3 separate regions of the Sus scrofa genome follow, and all the other regions are linked to region 2. A link is a contact called in public HiChIP or PLAC-seq data. All regions are on one chromosome and are shown on one strand. The core of a region is the stretch at or near the end of the contact, and the rest is flanking DNA. Distances in the headings are between cores, read along the strand shown.

What was found. HiChIP or PLAC-seq counts read pairs in DNA pulled down with a chosen protein or histone mark.
Region 1: an H3K27ac HiChIP or PLAC-seq map of skeletal muscle shows a contact between it and region 2. The contact joins two enhancer-like sites. A contact is called at or near these places in 2 of 2 datasets of contacts at active chromatin or transcription factors (alveolar macrophages and skeletal muscle).
Region 3: an H3K27ac HiChIP or PLAC-seq map of skeletal muscle shows a contact between it and region 2. The contact joins two enhancer-like sites. A contact is called at or near these places in 1 of 47 Hi-C or Micro-C datasets (embryonic fibroblasts) and 2 of 2 datasets of contacts at active chromatin or transcription factors (alveolar macrophages and skeletal muscle).

Annotation. Positions count from the first base shown.
Region 1 is chr14:56,608,818-56,611,517 of Sscrofa11.1, reverse strand. It overlaps LOC106506002 (a long non-coding RNA gene), which reads left to right. Exons shown (of 3, transcript XR_002338684.1): 2 at 1-552; 3 at 2,041-2,700. Among named protein-coding and RNA genes, the nearest start is that of TARBP1, 59 kb to the left of the region's middle. Within about 2 kb of position 1,422, at least 37 of the 83 cell types and tissues checked have an H3K27ac peak or open chromatin away from gene starts, as enhancers often do. A contact at or near this core is called in skeletal muscle, where this site is marked.
Region 2 is chr14:56,389,247-56,391,946 of Sscrofa11.1, reverse strand. No RefSeq gene overlaps it. Among named protein-coding and RNA genes, the nearest start is that of IRF2BP2, 160 kb to the left of the region's middle. Within about 2 kb of position 1,351, at least 16 of the 83 cell types and tissues checked have an H3K27ac peak or open chromatin away from gene starts, as enhancers often do. A contact at or near this core is called in skeletal muscle, where this site is marked.
Region 3 is chr14:56,153,853-56,156,552 of Sscrofa11.1, reverse strand. No RefSeq gene overlaps it. Among named protein-coding and RNA genes, the nearest start is that of TOMM20, 42 kb to the right of the region's middle. Within about 2 kb of position 1,317, at least 54 of the 83 cell types and tissues checked have an H3K27ac peak or open chromatin away from gene starts, as enhancers often do. A contact at or near this core is called in skeletal muscle, where this site is marked.

The DNA of each region.
Region 1 (2,700 bases), core at 173-2,672, 220 kb before region 2:
TCGATTTCTCATGAAAAGAGCTGTGTATCAAGAAAGCATCAGGCCAGTGGGAATGGGAAGGATTTAGCTATACTTTCTGTCTCATAATGTGCTAATCTTATTATCTCATAGTAGCTATTATCTGAGTCCTATGAATAATGTCATTCCAGTGTTTCTGGAGAATAGGAGTGGAGCTCCAGGCCCTTAAAAACAATCCTGGGCAGAGTCTGAGTAATCTAGTACATCTGAATCACAAGAAAGAGGCAAGTCTCGATTTGGAATCAGAAAAGAAATGATGCAAAGCTTTCTAAGCCCTGGAAGGGAGGGAAGCCCGGGCAGACCCAGGATCTGACTGCAAGGGGTTGGCTGCTTCTCTCCTGCCTATTCCACCACCAGCCGCCCCCGCTTCCCCAGCGCCCGCTGTGGCCTGCCCTCCTGGGCCCACCCTCCGCTCAAATCCTGCCCTTGTGATTGACAGGCCTCCGCGACCCGGAGGAGGAACCTCAAGGAGGAACCGGACCCCTCCTCGCAGAGCTGCTACCGCCACACAGAAGGGGCCCATTCTGCTTACAGGTTTGCTTCCCAGCCTGCTTCAAATCCCATTGAGGCCCAAAGCCCCCTCACTGGACCTGCCGGTTTTAGGATGCATATGTTTTTCCCCTTCCAAGCTCTTTTGTTGCATTGTGTATCACTTTCCTTACCTAGATACAAGGCTGTCTCCATGATGGGAGACCTTCCTTTCTAGAATTTCCAGGAAGTTCGGTTGCCTCCCACATGTTCAATTTCATGTAATTCAAACTGAAGTCTGAGACTCTTTTTCCTAATTCAGGAAAAGTTGTGAGCTTGGCAACCCAAATGGAAAGACTTTTTTTTTTTAATGGTAGTGGATTTGGGGGGTGTTTTTCTCATTTTGGTTGTGTGCGTATGTTTCATAAAGTGCATCGGAGAATTAAACTCAAAAAGCAACTGCTTGGAGAGATAGAAACTCTTGTAATTCATGTTGTGCATAATGGATCTGGCAGGCCCAAGCATAGAAATTTCCAGAAGTGTTTGCGTGGCAGCAGTTCTTAGCCAATTCACATTTTTTAGCTGTCCTGGCCGGCTGCCCAGCCTACAGAAAAAGTCTTGTATCTCCACAAGTTTGGCTGGCCTCTCTGACGAGTTTCCAAACTGCATGGCAACATTGGATGAGCTTATTTTCAAGTGCCAAAAAACTCCTGCTACTTATATCGTTACTAAATACCAGATGTGTTTAATACAGAGCAGGCAGAGCCAAACCTAGGGTAATCAAATAACCTATCATTAACATTTTCTAAAAACAAAAAATGCAATTGGAACACCAGATTACTGTTTTTCTTTGTTTGCTTTACGCCCTATTACTGGAACCCCTAGGGTGATGGGAACAGGACTCGGGGTGGAGAGGCCGGCTCTGGCAGCGGCCAAGACGCTGTTTACAATCACACCCCTGCACATCTGAAACATGTGTGAGAAAGTCAAGGCCCCAGCAGATTTCCTCTGCCCCGCTGCTCACATCCCTACCCCTGCACTCCCCACCCCAGGGGGTTCTGTGCAGGCGGTGGCTCTCACCACGCGGGAAAGGCACGGAAAAGCTGAGGTGCCCTGGGATTTGACCTTGAAGGAGAGAACTGTAGAGGGAGACGGGTAGGTAGGGTTGGGAGTTGGCAAATGAGAAGCTATGCAAGAGTGGGAAGCTGCTACTGCTGGAAAAGTGCAGAGACATTCTGAAAGGCTTGAAGAGGCAAGAGGATGCTGTGTGTCTTTGTCAGAGGCCCTGGCGGGGCTTCAGCTGGTAGCCCTTGCAGTGATTCTTCAGGCACAAATCCCCAGTTCCAACCCCGCCCCATCCCCACCCTGCCCATTGTTGTAATTTCTCTTCCTTGCTTCCCCTCCCTCTCTTCTTCCCTCCCTCCCTCCCGCCCTTCCTTCCTTCCTTCCTTCCTTCCTTCCTCTCCCTCCTTCCTTTCCTCCTGTCCTTTCCCAGGCTTGAGTTGCCTGGGAATCCAGGGCGAGGGAAGCATGGTGCCTCTCTCTCTATTCCAGGCCATTCCTGCCACCAGTTTCCCTCCGCCCGACCTCCATTGCCTGGGTGCTCAATCCTCCGAAACTCTATGCCGTCCCCTTTTTAGTCCTGCCTCCCAACGTTCTGAAAAGATGAAGAAGGCATCCTTGTCACCTCGAGGTTGGTGACCCCGGTAGATCAAATGGCAAGCATGAGTGTCAGGGGTGATTTGAGAAGAAAGATGGAAGTTTGCAAAATGAGATTTTATAGATGGAATCTCACCATAAGAAATTTGAGAGTTCATAACTATTCTGAAAATAGTTGTTATCTGCATTAAGACAACTGTATAAATAAAGGAATCAGTGATGCAGCCGGTTGGAGAGTTGTTTTAAGAAACCTGTCACTAAAAATGCAGTATAATCCAACGGTGCCTCGCCTGCCGTTTTGCCAAGGCAAACTCAGCTGGGAGGCTGCGGGGTTTCTCCACTGCGTGGAGTCATTAGGGGGATAAACCATCAGCCTGGTCTAATTAGCATTGAAACACTTCGCAAATATTTGACTTAAGGGGTTGCAAATAGTAAAATAATGTGGAGCTGATGTCTGCAATACCTTTCGAACTCGCCTCCTAACTATAGTCACATGTGTTTTACACATCAGAGGTGTTCCTGAAAAGTCAGGTGTGAATCCATATGCGACACGGA
Region 2 (2,700 bases), core at 102-2,601:
CTCTATCTTTGCCCACCAGCAATATGGCAGCCAGATAAGTGAACTCACTGGGATTGGGTTTCACAAGTCAAAGCGGGATCAGGGGTTCCCACTGTGCCTCAGTGGTAACAAACCCAACTAGTATCCATGAGGATGTGGGTTCAATCCCTGCCCTCGCTCAGTGGGTTAAGGATCTGGCATTGCCGTGAGTTGTGGTGTAAGTTGCAGGTACAGCTCGTATCCTGAGTTGCTGTGGCTGTGGTCTAGGCCAGCAGCTGCAGCTCTGATTTGACCTCTAGCCTGGGATTTCCATATCCTGTGGATGTGGCCCTAAAAATTAAAAAAAAAAAATGGGATCAGAGAGTTCTGGGTGAAAGTTGGGCTTGACTTTCACCCAGAACCAAGGCCACATGTGGAGGGAAAGTGCGTCTAGCTGCTGGCCGTTTCTGGAGGTCTGGATCAGAATGAGAAAAGTAGGCCTCCCCTTTGCAGCTTGCAGCCCCAAGCTGTGTGGTCTTAAAGCCTCAGGATCAGTGAGTAGGCCTCAGGCCAAAATTTCAGGCTTAGGTTTGTGGGCCCAAATGGGTAGGCTGTCATCATGAGGAAGCATGTATAAAGTTTAGTGGTGGTTTTTGGTTTGTTTTGTCTTTAGACTATTAAGAGTGTGGAATACAGCCGTCTGGAGGGTTTAGCATAAAGTCACCCCCAGCATAGTCCTTGACACCTGGTAGGAATTCCATGTATGGGAGCTATGGGCTTCTCCCGCCTCTGCACAGAGAAAGGCCCAGCCCTGCCTGGTCCAGCCTGACTGCTGGGAGCAGCCGCCTTTTGCAAAGAACGATGCCCTTCCCCCAGCTCAGGGGGCTGGTTGTGTGGGTTCAGCTCCTTCCACCTGTAACTGGGTCACGTCTTACTTACACGCCTTGTACCCGGCCAAAGAACTCAAAGGAGAGTTGTTCATTAGGACTGGGTTAGGCAACCCCGCTGCTCTTTTCTGGTGTGCTGTGTGAGACTGTAAGGCAATCCCAGCTTACGGCGGGGTTTCGGTGTCACCGAGAGTTCCCAGCGCTTTGTGGCAGCTCCCATTCATTCCAGACAAAGCCGAATGAGCAGTGGCTCATGTTTCCTAATCACAGGGCCCCGCAGCGCCCCATCCCAAGGCCACGCTGGACACTTCCGGGGTGCGCTCATTGAAGGAGCGCAAAGGGCTTAAAGAAAACCCTTTCTTTATTTGGGAGGTATTATTATCTGGGTTTTACTGACAGAGGTACCGACAGGTGAGGTGACCTGCTTTGGGACCACACAGTAAGAAGGGGCTGGGCTGAGGTGGGGGCTGGGGCAGCTGCCTGGAGCTCCTTGGCCGGGAGATGACCGCATAGAAAGCAGCTTGCACAGAGCCTGTCCTGGCCAGGCCCCGGGGGGACTCATGAGCAGACTAACCTCAATAACAAAGGCCGGTGCAGATGAAATTGAAAAGCTCCAGCCTGAGGAAATGTGGGCAGAGACCTGCCTTATCCTTGAGAAAGCAGGATGTAGGACATTACAAGGACAGAGCACCTAGACGCCAGAAATTGGAGCTCCCTGATGGCTCACGGGGTTAAAAAGCTGGCGGTGTCACCGAGGCCGCTCAGGGGCCAAAAAAAAGAAGAAAAGGCACTAGCACTCAGATGAGCAGCTCCTTTTTCAGCCCCTAGTGCTGCCCAGCAGCAGGCCTCCCAGACTGAGTCCCAGAGAGGACATGTCACCACCCCGACTCCTCTGTGACAATGTTATTCTTCATAATAATCCTAAATGCTACAAGAGTAACAGCTAGAAAAGAAGAGCAGAGAGTCTTTTTCAGACCCAACAGAAAAATTAAAAATACAATATATATTTCAGTACCAAACGGATGTCATGGATTAGTACCTATAATTGCATGAATTACATTTCAGTTATGTTCATGTATTTGGGGGGGAGGGGGAGGGAAAACACATGGAACGTATATATTGGTCTATTGCAAAAAATGAGTAATAACATTAGAGTTTCTGTTTTTGATGTTTAGGTTCATTTGTCCATGAACTGGAAAAACTGATCTTCAAATTTTCATGCAAAATGGACAGTGCAGCCAGGTTCGTCCATCTACCTTTACTCCTGGTTAATCAAAGAATGACCTTTGTAACAATTTTGGAAAATAGCTTTCCCATAAAGCGATACATATATAGTTATGAAAACTTGTAAAATACTTATAGCAAAGGGTCACAAAAATTCAGTTTCACAATAAATTCTAGAAATTGCAGTACTGACCACAGTTTTATTTCTCCAGGATCCAGCCCACTGTCTTTCAAATGTATCCATATTGAGAAACTTTAACCCCCCCAAAAGTTCCAAGTTTGACAGAATTGAAGTAACTCAAGGTTCATATAAAGATGCACAGAGAGAAACAATAGCATGATAAATATATAGAAATAAAGAAAATCCAGAGCAAGGGAAGAAAGAAGTAAGAGGGAAAAGTCACGTTTAGTCTCAATGCAATGACATAGTTGCTAGCATTGAACAGTAAATTTTAGTCTACACTCTGAGCTTCCTGGCAGCCAATGGAAAAAGGGAGCCATGGTCATATATGAGATTTACATTGACAGAAAAGAAATTGCTATGGCAAAGGCTTAAGAAAACCTCTTTCTTGGAGTTTCTATCATGGCGCAGTGGAAACGAATCCGACTAGGAACCATGAGGTTTCGGGTT
Region 3 (2,700 bases), core at 68-2,567, 240 kb after region 2:
TCTAAGAGAAAGAAAAGCGGTGCACTGGTGTGGGGGCATTGTGTCCCTGAGTCACACAGAGCCAACGCTGAAAAGCCTCATTTCCTCTGATAGGTGGCCCTTGGGAGCGGTGACAGAACTTGGGCCCGAGGGGGCCAGGACTGCCTTATGGGCACGACTGTTAACACACAGCACAGAAGACCTGAGAAGCGGAGACAGGCTGCCTCCCACCAGCCCTGCTCTCCAAAAAGCCACTTGGCTCCAACGTCTCATGACTTGTTCTTAGAGTTACATTTTAACTGACAAAGTTTAACAACAACTGTGACTTATGGCCTTCTAAAATTGGCAGCAGAAAAATGAACTGAGGAAGTAATGGAAAAAAACCACAAGTGAAGCCACTCTGTATTATGCACAATTTCTGTTATGGTTTTTTTTCCTTTCCAGGCGTGTGTGTGTGTGTGTGTGTGTGTGTGTGTGTGTGTGTGTGTTTTCGAATGGTAGAAAATATTTTCCAGATACGCCGCCCTGGCGTTCCCAAGCACATATTTATGCCAAATTTATAAGAAGCAGCTGCAGACAAGGTTGACTGAGAGGATTGCTCTGCTGTCTGGCTTCCAGAAGGTGCTTCTGCTCCTCATTCTGTCACCAGGGCACAGACTTACCTCCTAAAACTCTCTAACCTTCTGCATCGTTCCCCCAGCAGGAAGACAAACCCACGGCACAGCATGACCTGGAGGGATGTGGGGCCTCGCCCTTCTCAGCATCCACATCACACTTTTGATCTGCAAGGTGCTTTAGTGACCAGTACTTTATCATTTTTATTCATTGGAACTCCTCCTGCAGACGCAGGAAGTGTTCCAAGGCGCCTTTCTCGAATCCCTGGATGGCTTGGAAGGTAGGGTTGTTGGAGTCCCATCAACATCATCGGGTTCTGAACTGCTTGGAGCAGATGGTGGAGCCGCAGTGGGTGAGCCTGTGTCAAAGTGCCTGCATCTCCGAGACTCTCCAACCTCCTCCCCTCGCCCCTCCATGGCTCTGCCTGCTGCTGCCTGGTCAGGAGCTCCAGCCTCCTGACCGAGCAGAGACGTCGCCCAGGGACGCTGCCCCCCTGCACCCAACGCCAAGCTCTCCCTGGCCTGGGGCGGGGCCTCACGCCTCCCCCCACCCCACCACGGCCTTAATGAGGATGAGAATAACCTGCTCCGTGGCTTTCCTGGGGGTGACTAATGGGTTAATCCGGGGAAGGCCCTTTGAAGATGAAAAGCCTGATGTAACTCAAGGGTTGAAGGCAGGCACCTGCCCCAGCCTGGGCCTGAGTCAGCAGAGTGACCTCCTGCCTGCAGGCGGGCTGGGCGAGCTGGCCCAGTCCCCATTCAAAGTCAGGGTTGGCCAACCCCGTGCGTGTGTGGTGTGTGTGTGTGTGTGTGTGTGTGTGTGTGTGTGTTGTGTGGGCCTCTGGGAGGTTGGGAACTGTGTCTCCTGGGCGTTTGAGTGGTTGAATAAACCTTCAAATGGCTCTGCCAAGAGGGCAGCACACATCCTCATCCTAGAGAATATCAGTTAAGACAGTATTTCCTGGCCATTGTTAGGGGAAAATGCTTTCCTTTTTATTTTCTTTTTCTTTTTTTCTTTTTTCGGACCGCACCTGCAGCACATGGAAGTTTCTGGGCTAGGGGTTGAATCAGAGCTTTGGCGGCCGGCCTATGCCACAGCTACAACAACTCAGGATTGGAGCCACATCTGTGACCTACACCACAGCTCACAGCAATGCCAGATCTTTAACCCACTGATGGAGGCCAAGGATTGAACCTGCATCCTCATGGATACTAACCGGTTCTTAACCCACTGAGCCACAATGGGAGCTCCCAGGAAAATGCTTTTCTCACAGGGCATTCCTCCCAAGAGGTGCCGTTTTTCTCCTGCCTTTGGAAGAAGGAGCTGCGGCAGTGGTGGGCAGCCTGGGGAATCTGAGGTCGGGGTGTAAGGGAGGCGGGCGGCTGTGCTTTCAGCTCTCCAGCTCCTGATGTTCTAGTCTGCCCTGCATTCACATCTCCCAAGCAGAGAAAGAGGCAGCCAGAGCTGAAAACCAGAGGCCAAAAGCAGCGGATGAAGCGAGTGTCGTCCAGGACCACGCCCCCTCCCACCCTTGACCCGGTACAGGGGGATTTGACGCAGCGGCAGCTGGGAAGCCAAGAACAGAAAGCCTTTAAGCCACGCAAACTGATGCCAAGATTCCGCCACCCGGGAGCCCGTTTCCTGCGCTCTGCACATTCCTCCCTTCCCCCCCCCCGCCCCCACCTCCAGTGACCCCTCTCCACGCAGCCTCCTTGCACGCAGCACTGGTTTCTTCTTTCTTCTGGAACACAAGTCATGCGGCCAGAAGGAATGCAGGCACTTCTGCTTTCTCTCTTAGGTCCCCATTTCCTTAGAAGTTTTTCACTGCCCTTTCTCCTCCCATAATTTGCCCCGAACCCTAGAGGCCCCCACAACACACAGAATGATAAAGATACGAAAATAGGATGCAAGGATTGGCAGCATGAAGGCAGGAAAGAGGGCAGAGGGGGCCACTAATCTTTTTGCACGCAGCCAGGAATGGACGGGGTGGGGGGCATAGCCCCTGGAACAGGCTATGAAAGGATTCCGTTCTGTTCTGTTTGGAAGGAGATGGGTGGAAATGACAGTTTGGAGAGGATTAGAACGGGGAAAACGGTTTCAGGGGAA